Linked DNA regions of Ovis aries: region 1 is linked to region 2. The links are chromatin contacts, called in public Hi-C maps. All regions are on one chromosome and are shown on one strand. Each heading gives the region's core, a stretch centred on a gene start, on an enhancer-like site or on the middle of the called end of the contact. The rest is flanking DNA. Distances are from core to core; before and after follow the strand shown.

Region 1 (6,478 bases), core at 1,759-4,258, 140 kb before region 2:
AGGGGGGCACTCTCCATCCCCCTTCTGGTGTCTACGTCAGAAGCTTTCTCACTTTAATAAAACTCTGCTCCCATCTGAGACACTGAGCATCATTCATGGGTTTATTGGATATTTACATATCGCTCTTTGTTAAATGTTTGTTCAATATTTTCCCAGTTTTTTAAATTGGCTTGTCTCACTTTTTTTGATTTTTAAAAGTTCTTATCTCTTTGGATTTAACCCTCCATCAGACATGTTTTCATTCAGTCTGTGGCTTGCTTCTTTGTTTTCCTGACCATCCTTGATGAGAAGAAGTTCGAAATTCTGATGGATCTAATCTGGGCAGACGTATCCACAGAATTTGCGGCTCCTCCTTTCTGGCTTTTTCTGCTCCTGGAGTCTCTGCTCACCTTCCAGTAGTTGTGGTAGCCCTGAACTTGGTCCCCTGGCTCTTCAGATCAGAGGAGTGCTGTTTGGCATCCAGTCGCTCTGCGTGGCCACCACTGCCCTGGGCCAAAGTCATTATCTCCCACCAGAGACAGCATCTGATCCCACAGGGGAAGGACTCAGTCCCATGAGACTGCCTGGCCCTCCAGCAGATGCTGAAGGCCAGGAGTGGGTCCCCAGCTGACCCACAACTTCTGTCTGACATTGCTACAAATCAGAGGTATCCATGACCCACCTCCCTTCTGGATGCAATAACTTTCAAGAACCGCTCACAGGACTCAGGGAAGCACATTTACCAGTTTATTAAAGGACGAGATAAGAGAAGCAGATTAACGCCCAGAGGAACAGGTACAAGGCTCTTGAGCACAGGAGTTTCTGAACCCATGGAATTGGGGTGCATCACGCTCCAGAAGAGCCAACTGGAAGAGCCTCAAACCTCATCCTGTTGGAATGTTATGGAGGCTTCCTCACATACGCACCATCAATCATTAACTCCATTTCCAGCCCCCATCCCATCTCTGGAGAACTGCGGGGAGCAGGGGCTGAAAACTCCAAGCTTCTCATCCTGGCTGGTCTTTCTGGTAAGATCAGCTCCCATTCAGGAGCCACCCAGAGTCATCTCATTGGAAGAAAAGACCCTCCCATCACCCAGGAAATTTCAAGGGATTTAGGAGCTCTGTGTCAAGAACTGGGGTCAAAGACCAAACATTAGAACAATGATGCTCCTAGTTATTTTATCACCAAGAAAATGACTAGGGTTTCAGTAACCCTGTGCCTGGAACAGAGACCAATTTATAGATTTTCTACTATTTCATCTTTACCTTCCACCTCTTCACAAAGGCCTCCTTTGACCTGCTTTCTTCTAGACCCCTCCTTGATGTCCTGTCTCCTAGCCCTCTTTCGTTTTTCTTTATGCCTTTCCCATAATTTTCAATTCATTCATCCAGCAAGTATTTCCTGAAAGCCAGCTGCCTGCCAGGCAGTGTGCTGGAGGTGGGGCTTGGAGTGGGCCGCTTGTTGCTAGGATCCCCTTTACACAGTGAAGCAAGAGCAGTCTGGCTTCTTTGACCGTGTTAGCCAGTGCACTGGCCACCGAAAGAAGGCTTCCTCACTCAACACCGAGCCCTGGGCAGTGCTGGCACCTTTCCGTCTTTGACCATCATGCCCGCACTTCTGGCAGTCAGTTTTTCTGACTGTCAAATTTTCTGCAATACAATACAAGCCTGCTGCCAACAGATGCCGAAGTGAAAATTCCAGTCTTGCAAAAGACATAAGATTTCATGGAATCGATTAAGGTTGGAGGACTGCTCAAATCACAAACAAAACTACTGGGAGAGGTGCTGGCAAAGTTAGACTGAATTACAATCGGGTATAAGACCGCCTGGAAGAGGGCATGGCAACCCACTCCAGTATTCTTGCCTGGAGAAGTCCACAGACAGAGGAGCCTGGCAGACTACAGTCCATGGGGTTGCAAGGAGTCAGACATGACTGAAGCGACTTGGCATGCACGGGAGACCACCGACAAAGGAGACATAATAAGGCCTTCAAAACACAGCAGCTTTAATTCAAAGGAGAATGAAGAGCTCTTGGGAAAAATCACAGGCCAAACATTTCTGTGAAAAGGATCACCCTGGTGCACGTACTCTGTTGGTCAGTCACAGGATCTACAATGATGTGATGCTCTCAAAAACTTTGCCAGAACCATTATGAGAGCCCCACTGCCATCGCTCACTTTGGCTTATTCCTTATTCCAAGAATTTGAGCAGAAATGCAGTTTTGCCTAATTTACCTTTGGGTAAAAACCAGATAAGACTAACCCATGTTCATAATTTTTAGTTTATCAAGCCAGAGTCTAAATCAAAACCCATTTTTTTCACTCGTTACTTGAATTTTGGTTTCCGTTTCAGTTGGACTGTCTTTGTGGTCAGGAGAACTTCCTGATGAATTTTTAAATAATTGCTTTTGGAATGACCATCAGCCCCACTGAGATGAAAGGCCATGAGTGCACAGCCCTCTGAGATCAGGATCCCAGAAAGAAACAGATGGCTCTTTCAAAACAGGATCATTGGAGGGCACACCTAACAAAGGACCATCCTGAGGGGTGCAGGGAACTGACTGAGGGCCAGGAACTGGGCTGCAGTCCTGGGATTTCCAAGCCTTCATCTGCTGAGCAGGACTTAGCAGGCAGGCATCTCTTTTCTGCAGGTCTAGGGACCCTGTGAGCAAGGAGCCAGCAACATGGTTGCCCTGCTGTCCCTGGGCCTCCTCCCTGGTGGTTGGGCACTGCTCTCTTCATGGGGGCCCCATTATTCCCACCAAGATGGGGAATTCAGCCCCAACTTCACTTCCAGCTTGGAGAGGACAGACTCCCGCAGCTCCTTAAGGATGCTTTTTTTTTTTTTTTTGCCATCTGGCCTCTAGGGAGAGGGCTGCAATTAGGGGCTGGCTGAGTCAGCTTCGAACAGCAGACCCATTTCCACAGTTCTATTTCCCTGAGCCTTTGGCCTCTGTTCTGCACAGCAGGCCAGGGATTTCAAGCAGTTTTACCTCATTAATTCTAAACCACCCATGTTCAGGCTTCAGTGAGTCAACCTGGTAGATTATTAAACACCCTCTCAGGGCTTGAGCCAAATGCAAACCCCAGATGAGAGAACCTGTAAACATTCCAGCCAAATATAGGTGTTTTTCCATCCACTTGGTCCAGTAGTCTGACTCCACGTCCACGTGGCCCCCCAGGCTCTGCTGGTGGCACCAGGTGGACCTGTGATCCTCTCCCTGGGGGTGCCATCTCCCGCCCCCGCTCCAGTGTGTATGCGGGGGTGTCCTGTGCTTCATTCCCTGGGCTCTGCTGGCCTCAGCTCTCTTCTAGGTCTTGGGGCGTGAGAGGCGGTGGGTGGGTCCTGGGCAGAACAGCCATCAGATTGCAAAGCCACCTGCCCCCAGCAAGTGCTGAAAGGCTTTAAGAACAGAGGTTGGCTTCCCTAAGGGAGGGACACACAGGAGTGAAGGAGCGAGGCTTGGGGGGAGGAGAAGGCGAGTGGAGCTTCCAGCGGGGTCCACGCAGGTCAGAGACATCCAGCTCTGCACCTGCGAACCCAGCCCTCACCACAGACTCTGGCACCACGTGCACACGCAACAGTCAACCTTGCAGGTTTGGGCAAGAGTTGTTTTAGGAGCCCCACAGCGCAGGCGCCGTCCCACCTACCCAGGCAGGCCCGAAGCAGCATTGCGCATGCGTGCTTCAGGCTCCTTGCTGCCGGTTGCGTTCCACTTGGTCGTCTGTCTTTCTGTCTTCTTCCTCAGACATCTGGAGGAAGATAAGAAAATGACCATTAGTTGAAATGCGGTCTATGCCTCTGAAAGAAAGTGAAACTGAAGTCACTCAGTCGTGTCCGACTCTTTGTGACCTCGTGAACTGTAGCCTACCAAGCTCCTCTGTCCATGGGATTCTCCAGGCAAGAATACTGGAGTGGGTTGCCATTTCCTTCTCCAGGGGATCTTCCCGACCCAGGAATCGAACCCGGGTTTCCTGGGTTTCCCGCATTGGAGACAGACGCTTTAACCTCTGAGCCACCAGGGAAGCTATCTTCCCTAAATTCAGGGTCTTCTTTTGCTGAGACTTAAAGAAAAAAAGGAATAAGTGGTTTGCTTAAGGCTCCACCCAAGCAGCCCCACTTTCCGTTGGGTCCCTGGGAGTCCCATCCGGGAGCAAAAATCTTTGCACCCTTCCCCCGCGGCCTGGGGGCAGTCCCCAGGGGGCCTCTCGCCAAGACCACGTGTTGATGCTGGTCCTGTGAAAACAAAGCTGGCCTCCTGCAGGCTCATCAAACACGGCTTTAACAATTGCAATATTGTAATTGTAACTACCCGGATTACAATTATTGTAATCCGGGTAAGTATGCAGTAATTTATTTTCCCATAACTGAATTTTGGCAGGAACAACTTACTGGTTAGTCTTTACTGAGCTCTTGGGAGTATCCTCAAACTCCCAGGAACCCCCATGAAGGGTGGATGGGGTCCCAGGAGCTTCTCTGGGGAGAGGGGTCATTGCAGTGCAGAGCCTCAGACTGCAAGGTGGTGTGTGCATTTTTGAATTTCCATGTAGTGAAGACCTTGTTATTTCTTCATCAAAATTGTAAGAAGGAACAAATATGCACATATGTAAATACATGATGTACACGATAAGTATATATGTATATGTATGCATATATATGTCACGTCATGAGACCATTTTCTTGTCATATAGTGTCTTGCCTTTGAGCAAATCTGACCTGCTGGCCTCAGTTCTCTTCTAGGGCTGGGGGTGTGAGAGGTGGTGGGTGGGTCCTGGGCAGAATGGGACATGGATACCTATCACCAACCTCAAAGGGCCAGCTTTCCTAATGGAGTTGCAATGGGATTCTTTTACAAAGCTAAATTCCCTCACTGCAGTGGTTCTCAAACTTCAGTGTGTACTGGAATCTCCTGGAGGGTTGTAAAAACAGATTACCCTTCTCCACCCGAGTTTCTGATTCACTGAGTCTGCGGTGGGCCCCAGTGTGTTTGTTTGTCACAAGTTCTCAGGGGATGCAGGTGCTGTTGGTCCAGGTGTTGCAGGAAGGGGGACCCCTGCCAGGGCCCGAAAGGGGGCTCTTGTCTAACCTTCAGAAATGAATTGTCTGAAGAGACACACATGCTGATGAAGCCAGAGACTTTATTGGGAAGGGGCACCCAGGTGGAGAGCAGTAGGGTAAGGGAACCCAGGACTGCTCTGCCACGTGGCTCACAGTCTCGGTGTATTGCTAATCCTGTTCACAGTGCCGACCGTCTTGGGGTTCACACTGTTTGCTGAACCCAGGGTAGGCAAGGTGTGAGCTAAGAGGCTGGAAGGAGACTCGAGGAGCCATAGGAACTGCAGACACATTTATTCTCTCCTGACTGACGCAGCAGTCATCGCAGTAGACATGCTATCTTCTCTCCTCCCGTGGCTGACCCAACAGACACAGCTGTGACGCAGCAGCAATCGCCCCTGCTTTCTAGGTAGAGCTCACACAGGCACACAGCCCAAGGCAGCTGTGACCAAGCAGGTACCTTGTGACACGCATTCCCAGGGCTATAAGGGATCTCTGCTGTTACATAATCATTATTTACAAAACGGGGGCAAGAGCGAGAGGCCACGGGACGAGAGAGCCTGACCATGCCATCTTGGCTAATTTGCTCTTTCCCTACGCTCGGGTTTTATGGTGATGGCATTAGTTTCCGGTTGTCTCTGGCCAATCATTCTGACCCAGGGTGCTTCCTGGTGGTGCCTGCATTGCTCAGCCAAGACGGATGCCAGCAAGGAGGATTCTGGGAGGTGGTGGGACATGAGGTGTCTCCTTTTGACCTTTCCCCAGTTCTTCCGGTTGGTGGTGGCTTATTAATTCCACGTTCCTTACCAGTACTGCCTGTCATAAAATGACTCACGCAAATGGTTACTGTGGTGCCTGGGCAGGGTGAGCAGTTTCAGTCAATGTGCTTCTCCTAACGCAGGGACCACACTTTGAGAACCACTGTCTTAGGGCACTTATAACACGGCTCAGAGTCATGGTGGTCAGGACGAAGGCAGATGCGTCCCAAGCATCAGAATTCAGACACCAGCCTTGCAGCCAGCTGGCATCATGATCGCTGCATGTTACTTATTTTTTTTTTTTTCACTGTATATCTCAAAGAGTTGCCTTGAGGATTGAATGAGAAAATGTAGGTAATATGGTTATGTACCATGATGAACAGTCATTACTGTAGCTGTGTGATTAAGTCCACTCACATTCCTTTTATACACCAGTGATCCAGAATATATCTGCTGAATGAAATAAATTTATTTGAAAACAATATTCTAGAATTTAGATGAAAGTATGTGAAACAACTTACACTAAATTACTGGATTGTATTGCCTTTTGCAAGTTTAATATAAAAATATTTTTCATAAGTGTCACAAAATTATGAAGTCATCAGCTATATAAAGTCATAAAATGTATTGTAAGTGGGCTATTTTAGGTTTATCACCACAATAAAACCAACTACTGAAATAAAA
Region 2 (6,531 bases), core at 2,529-5,028:
GTTTATGTCCATCTGATTATGTCCCCAAATATAATTCATCAAAGTCTCTAATTTCACTCCCTCCCAAACTCAGTACCAAATTCTCAATAGTTGGTTTATCTATTTCTTTCTCCTCCCCACTTTGGCCACTTTATTTTAAGTAAATAAATTAAGTCTTGGGCTTTGGAAGTGTCTGTGACTTACCCACTCTATTGATCAGCACAGTCAAACTCCAGAAAGTTGGAATGGTGGGGAGAGAAATTGCATTAGAAACACTGAACATGCAAGTGTTGGTAATTCAATTTTTCTTTTTCCCCCAATGACAGTGTCAAAGTGAGATGTTATCCTAGTCAGCATCCTTGTGAGGGTTTAACCAGGCATATGAGACATTGGAGATCATTTAATACACCCTCATTTCAGCTCTTGTTTCACAGATGAGAAAACTAGTCCAGAGAGGAGAAGAGGCTTGCCTTGCTTATTTGCATATACCCAGGTCTAAATATTATTTTAAGAATTTCAGGAGGAAATTTGGGTGATCCATGATATTAGGTGGTGGATTCCTGCTCCTTATCTCCCTGGTGCCAGGTACCCTCATTAAGTAGGTCTAGTTTGTATAGATGCTGGGTTAGGTTCTGGGGTTTCCAAATGAAAGAGGCATAGGTCCCATTCTGTATGTCACCCTATACTTTCTGTGTGTTTGGGAAAACTAATTTTCCATATAGACTATAAAATGGGGCTGATCTTTCTAACCCTTCCTTTGTATTGTTGTAAGAATTAAATGAGATGTAGCATGTGAAATCATCAGAATACCAGCTGGCACAAAATTAACCTGCAGGTTTAGCTGTTACCTTCAGTACAAAGAATAAAGGAGCCGGAAAAGTAAAACTCCACTTAAAATGCAGATGTGGCTGTGTGGTGACTCTAGTGAGCTTAGGGGAGGGGTGAAGGGCACTTGTCTTCTCTCAGGGGAAGGAGGCCTTCCTGGATGGAGTGGCTCCTGAGGCAAGAGCTGAAGGATGGACAGGAGTTAGGAAGGCAAAGAGTAGAGGAAGAGTTGTGCAGAGAAACAATGACATTCAGGCAAAGGGTCAGAGGTCAGGCTGCATCAAGAGGGCTAGATAATTACATTAGGAAGGAGACCTGACATCAGAAGAGGGTGGGGGCTAAGAGGAGTCCAGTTCATAAAGGGTCTTGCTTTCCACGCTCAGGAAACGCTTGGGCTTTACCCTTCAGGTTGAGAGGTGTGAGGGGGTGGCAGAGGAGTGACATGTACTGTCCCTTTATAAAGGTAATCAAGGCAGCAGACTTACGTCTGGATGGGGACAAAGCTCTGGCTGAGCGATTAGTTAGTAGACAGTTGTACAAACCAAGGGAGATATCACGAGACTGGACTGGGCTGCAAACACAAATGCTGACAGAGACCAACAGCTGCCAGAGCTAAATAAACCCAGCCAGGTGGGCAGTGGCTGCAGCAGACAGGAGAACTCATGCCCTGCACCAAGAGACCACCGCAGCTTCAGTCACTTTTGGATTCCTTGGAGGATAGGTTGGCAAGTTACAGCTTCCTACAGCTTTTGTCTAAAAGACTTAAAAAAAAAATTTATATTTTGTTTGTTTTGTTCAATTCGGCTGTGAATCTAGACCCACTCTAAATATATATATACACATTTTTTAAAAAGTATTTTGCCTTTATTTTTGAAGGAATTTTCCATGAGTATAGAATTCTGACTTGACAAGGTTTTCTCTTTTAGCACTTAAATATCATTTTGTTGCCTTCCATATTGCATTGTTTCAGATGAGAGATCACTTGTAATTCTTAACATGCTCCCCTGATTGCGGTGCGTCTTCGGGTGCTGTAAAACTTTTTCTTTTTCTTCTTGTTTGTTTGACTTAGTTGCAGAATGCGGGATCTTTTTTTAAGATGCATCTTCAAACAGCCTAGGTGACACTGTGGCTCAAGGTCAGCGTCCAACCCCCAGCCTGACCCCAGGTGATGGGAGCCACCCAACTCCCATCAGAGTCACCCAGCACCGCTTAGAGGTTGTTCTGTGCACACGGTCCACACTCAGGTGGGTGCCGCTCACACAGTAGACACTGCATCTTCCATAATGACTTCCCCACAGGTGGAAGTAGCTTGTCTTGAAGAAAATGTGCCCTTTTCTAAAAGCAAAAACACCATGTGGACGGATGGTGCCCTGGGTGGGAGCCTGAGCAGCTCCACCTCAGATGGAGGCAGAAGGAGCTTCCCAAGGAGGATGCAGGCCAGAGACCAAGGGACTGGTGAGCCGTCTCTTTGGCATGGATCAGCTGGTTTCAGCAGGAATCCTGAAAAGGCCCGGATGGGACAGTGGGAAGTTGGGAAGAGGGAAGAAGCAGAGACGAAAGTGGGGCTGAGAAGCTGGAAGAGAAGACTCAGAGTCCTGTGTCCTGGTAGTGAAGAAGGGTGGCAGAGACACAGGTGGGGAAAGGTGACTTTTTCAAAGTTCGATAAGACAGAGCTCCAGGGCTGCTCGGCAGGGATCTAGGCAGGGGTCCAGTCTGTAGGCGCTGGAACTGGAGCTGGCAGAAGCCCCGAGCATGCAGGTCTGCTCTCCGGACTCGAAGACCCAGAGTTCCAGACCCCATACATCTTCGAGTTCCCGGCTGCTCAAGCCATGCTTGACAGGTTGGTGGCTCCCAGAAGTGCCCCAGAGTTGGGGGACCCGTGAGCTTCCTTGACCTCACCCCATCTCCCCTCTGTTCCCCTGGGGTGCATCCCCCCGTTTCTCTTTTGCCTCTTTGGGTCCCACTTTCAGACCCCTTCCCCTGGAGCACCCCACTCCAGTACTCTTGCCTGGAAAACCCCATGGGCGGAGGAGCCTGGTAGGCTGCAGTCCAGGGGGTCACGAAGAGTCGGACACGACTGAGCGACTTCCCTTTCCCCTGGAGCATCTTATGTTGAGCACAGGCTGGTTAACAGGTGCCATCTTTCAGAAAACAGACAGTTCTCATGGAAGAAAACAAATGGTGGCAGCAGTGGAAAAGAACCCACCTGCCCAAGCTGCGGACTTGAGAGACAGGTTTGCTCCCTGGGCTGGGGAGACCCCCTGGAGGAGGGCATGGCAACCCACTCCAATATTCTTGCCTGGAGAATCCCATGGACAGAGGAGCCTGGTGAGCTACAGTCCGTAAGGCTGCAAAGAGTCAGACATGAATGAAGTGACTTAGCATGCATGCAGGCTTTGCTGACATGAGCTTGTCACTTTTATACTCATCTGAGGCTGTTCATTTTACCCCGTCAGCTTCATCTCCATGGAGATCCATCCCTCCCCCAAGACAGAGATACAGACCAGGGACCAGGAGCCCTGGAGGAGGGTCTCCTGCCATCCTCCCGTTCCTGGAGAAGGGGTCTGCTCTGTCTGCAGTTGGCTCATTTTCCCTGGGAGCCTTGGGCCCAGGACTTAAAAATTCCTGTGGTGTTAGCCGCGTGCTTTATCAGGAGAAATCCCTAACTTCTCCCTTCCTGGGTGGAACCCCGCGAGTGCCCAGCGCCACATGTGCTATCTTCCACGTCGGCATCCTGGCATGACCTGGCTCCCTGCCTGGGGCAGGGGGGTGGCCTGGTTGTGCTTGCGGGGAGCCCAGTGCTCTGCTCTGTCACTCCTACCCCCCCCCCCCCCACCTGCTGGCCAAGCTATCGCAACGCAACTCGTTTTCCTAACAAAGGCCACAAATTGTGCCACAGGCAGAGACGAGGTTATCTTGCTTGCTGAGCAAACAGAGAGAAGCTTATAAGACACCCCTGGCAGCGGGGAGTGTGCGCTCTTCTGGTGGCCCTGGGGTGCAGATGAACGTGAACATGGGACCCCGAGGCACTTGGCTCCTGGCTACGCTTCTCATGCTGGGTTTGTGCGCCCTGGCAGGGGCCCAGAAACCAGGTAAGCGGAGCTTCAGGTCCCTGAGGGGAAGTGGAGCATCTGAGCCAGCGAGCCTGGGAGCCTTCTAGAGCCCAGAGGGTGGGGGTGGCGGGGTGTGAGGTCCTTGCCTCCTGCCCCCTGGGGGTCTCCGTTCGTATTAGTTTCCCTGGAAGTGAAAATGTGGATGGTGGGGAAGGAGGTGGGAAGGTGTCTTAGGACTGGGGGTGGGGGCCATGCAGCCGGCTCCTACGTGCGTCCACCTGCTTCCTGCCATTCAGGGAGGACAGTGGGGGAGGGGGTGAGACTTCCCAGGAGGACCCCCTTCGGGATTGGTCAGGACGGCCTTGGGTGTGGGTGGGCCAGCTGGAGGAGGGGCTGGGTGGGAGGCCCATCGAGGTCTCCCAGGGGCTCCGACTTGCTCACTTTCATCCTGACCTTGGCCTGAGTCCATCTGGCCAGAAGGTTTTATTTTTAAACTAATAAAACACTTTCAGCCAAGCCCTGTCAATTCCTCTGAAGGACGCCGCGTGGTTCAAACACGAGCGAGATAAGACAACCTTTACAAGGCGGGAGCAGAGCTGATGGAGCACCCTGGATGCACTGGCCGGGGGCGGGGGCGGTTTCATGTGGGGGGCGCTGGCTGACCTGGGCTTCTCTGCAGGTGCCTGCCAGTGTTCGCGCCTGAACCCCCACAACAGGGTGAACTGCGGCTTCCCGGGCATCAGTGGTGACGACTGCTTCTCCAGAGGATGCTGCTTCGACTCCAGCGTCGTTGGGGTCCCCTGGTGTTTCAATCCCCTCCCGAAGCAAGGTAACGGGCAAGGTCCCCTCCTGAGCCCTGGCCTGCAGCCCAGGACCCAGCTTCCCCAGGCTCCCTGACCACCCAGGCTAGTCCAAAGGGAAGAGAAAACGCCCTCTGCCTCCTATGTCCACATTAGATCCCGAGGGTGAGCTGTTTGTCCTTTTAGGGAGACTTCAGGGGATCTGACTGCTTGACTGTATTTGAAGGAAGAGCGAGTCTCAGGACCCTCTTGGCTGTGGCTCCTGAACCAGCTTCTAAGGGACATAAAGGCATTAAAATCAGGATGTTATTAACCTAACTTCGAACAGAACCCAAACATTAAGAAATTAAGTTAAGGCTTCTAGAGTCATCTTTTGAGAGTGAGTTTTTCCTGCGCATATTATCAACTTAAAAAGTCACCTGTTTTAAGGCAGGCACACAAAGAGTTATGTCTGCAAAGCAGACCCGTTTGTGTGGAACTCAGTGCCCTGGGTCCCGTCCACACCCCTCAGGGGTGCTGGTTGGAGGCTCCCGGGCTCTGGGGGAAACGGAACCGATGGCAGGTGGTCGGTTTGCCAGGGCTCATCCAGTAGTGGAAGGATCCTTGGGTGTCAACTCTTTGTATTAGTATTAGTCAGTATTAGTCACTCAGTCATGTCTGACTCTTTGCAACCCCACGGACTGTAGCCCACCAGGCTCCTCTGTCCATGAGATTCTTCAGGCAAGAATACTGGAGTGGGTTGCCATTCCCTTCTCCAGGGGATCTTCCCGACCCAGGGATCGAACCCAGGTCTCCTGGATTGCAGGCGGATTCTTTATCACTTAGCCACCAGGGAAGCCACTCAATTCTTGGTCAAATGCTTTATAACTTTAAAGGGTCCTCCCAGGAGGTAGTGTGGGCAACTCCATTTTATAGAGCCATGTCAAGCCCAGGGAGGTGAAGCAACTTTCCCTCTGACTTTGGGCATCAGGAAGAAGGGGTAGCCACTCGCTGGTGCCCACATTTAGTCCAGGGGTGACAGTCCCAGGGGCCCCTGGTGCTACCCTGAACCTGTGAGCTCAAGGTGCTCCCCTAGCGGGATGGTGCGGAGGTGTCTGGCTAATGAACCAGCCTAACTGCATCCCCCTATTGTCCCCAAACCTGGTGGTGCCCTGCAGAGTCGGAGGAGTGTGTCATGGAGGTCTCAGCCCGCAAGGACTGTGGCTACCCCGGCATCAGTCCTGAGGAGTGTGAGTCCCGGAAGTGCTGCTTCTCCGACACCATCCCCCAAGTGCCCTGGTGCTTCTTCCCCATCTCTGTGGAAGGTAACGTTGGAGAACACAGGCAATTGCCCAGACACAGGCAATTCTCAGGGGTACTGGGAGCCGGGGTCGGGGAGGTCCTCAGCTGGCCAGGATGCCCGATGTCAGGTCCCCAAACCCCGCGGGTGGTCAGTTCAGGAAAAACCGTACTCTTGTGGGGGCTCGCCGTTATTGTGAACCATCTCAGAAGTCAATTTGAGAATGTTCTCAACAACGACAGCTTTTTAAAAAAATAAATAGTCTAAGTGCTTGGGTCTTCCCAATGTGTCTTTTGTAATGGTTGTATAAAGCATCTGACCCTCAGCAGCGGCCCCAGGTCCCAGCACAGTTGGCTGGTGTCGCTATTTGGGGTGCTTCTGAATGCCCCGCCCTGCGCTGGGCACCATGGGTAGGATCCAGAGCAAAGCAGATGTGGTCTCTTCTCTTGCGGACCCTGATGCTCTCTCCCGTGACCATGGGTGACAGGTCCTGCCCCAATGCCAGTCCCGGGGGGCCATTTCCTTCCTGCCACCCCCTTACTTACAGTGTGTCCCTGACCCTGAATTTGACAAGGAAAGACCACATGTTTCCAAA

What was found. A called contact is a pair of places that touch in the nucleus more often than the background predicts.
Region 1: a contact with region 2 is called in a Hi-C map of liver, with 3 times the contacts expected there. The contact joins the enhancer-like site here to the promoter of TFF2 in region 2. A contact is called at or near these places in 3 of 16 Hi-C or Micro-C datasets (blood and liver).

The regions. Positions count from the first base shown.
Region 1 is chr1:263,432,716-263,439,193 of ARS-UI_Ramb_v3.0, reverse strand. No RefSeq gene overlaps it. Among named protein-coding and RNA genes, the nearest start is that of SLC37A1, 19 kb to the left of the region's middle. Within about 2 kb of position 3,008, at least 13 of the 54 cell types and tissues checked have an H3K27ac peak or open chromatin away from gene starts, as enhancers often do. A contact at or near this core is called in liver, where this site is marked.
Region 2 is chr1:263,296,746-263,303,276 of ARS-UI_Ramb_v3.0, reverse strand. It overlaps TFF2 (trefoil factor 2), which reads left to right and starts at 3,778. Exons shown (of 4, transcript XM_004003362.5): 1 at 3,778-3,896; 2 at 4,537-4,686; 3 at 5,815-5,961. The coding sequence starts at 3,806.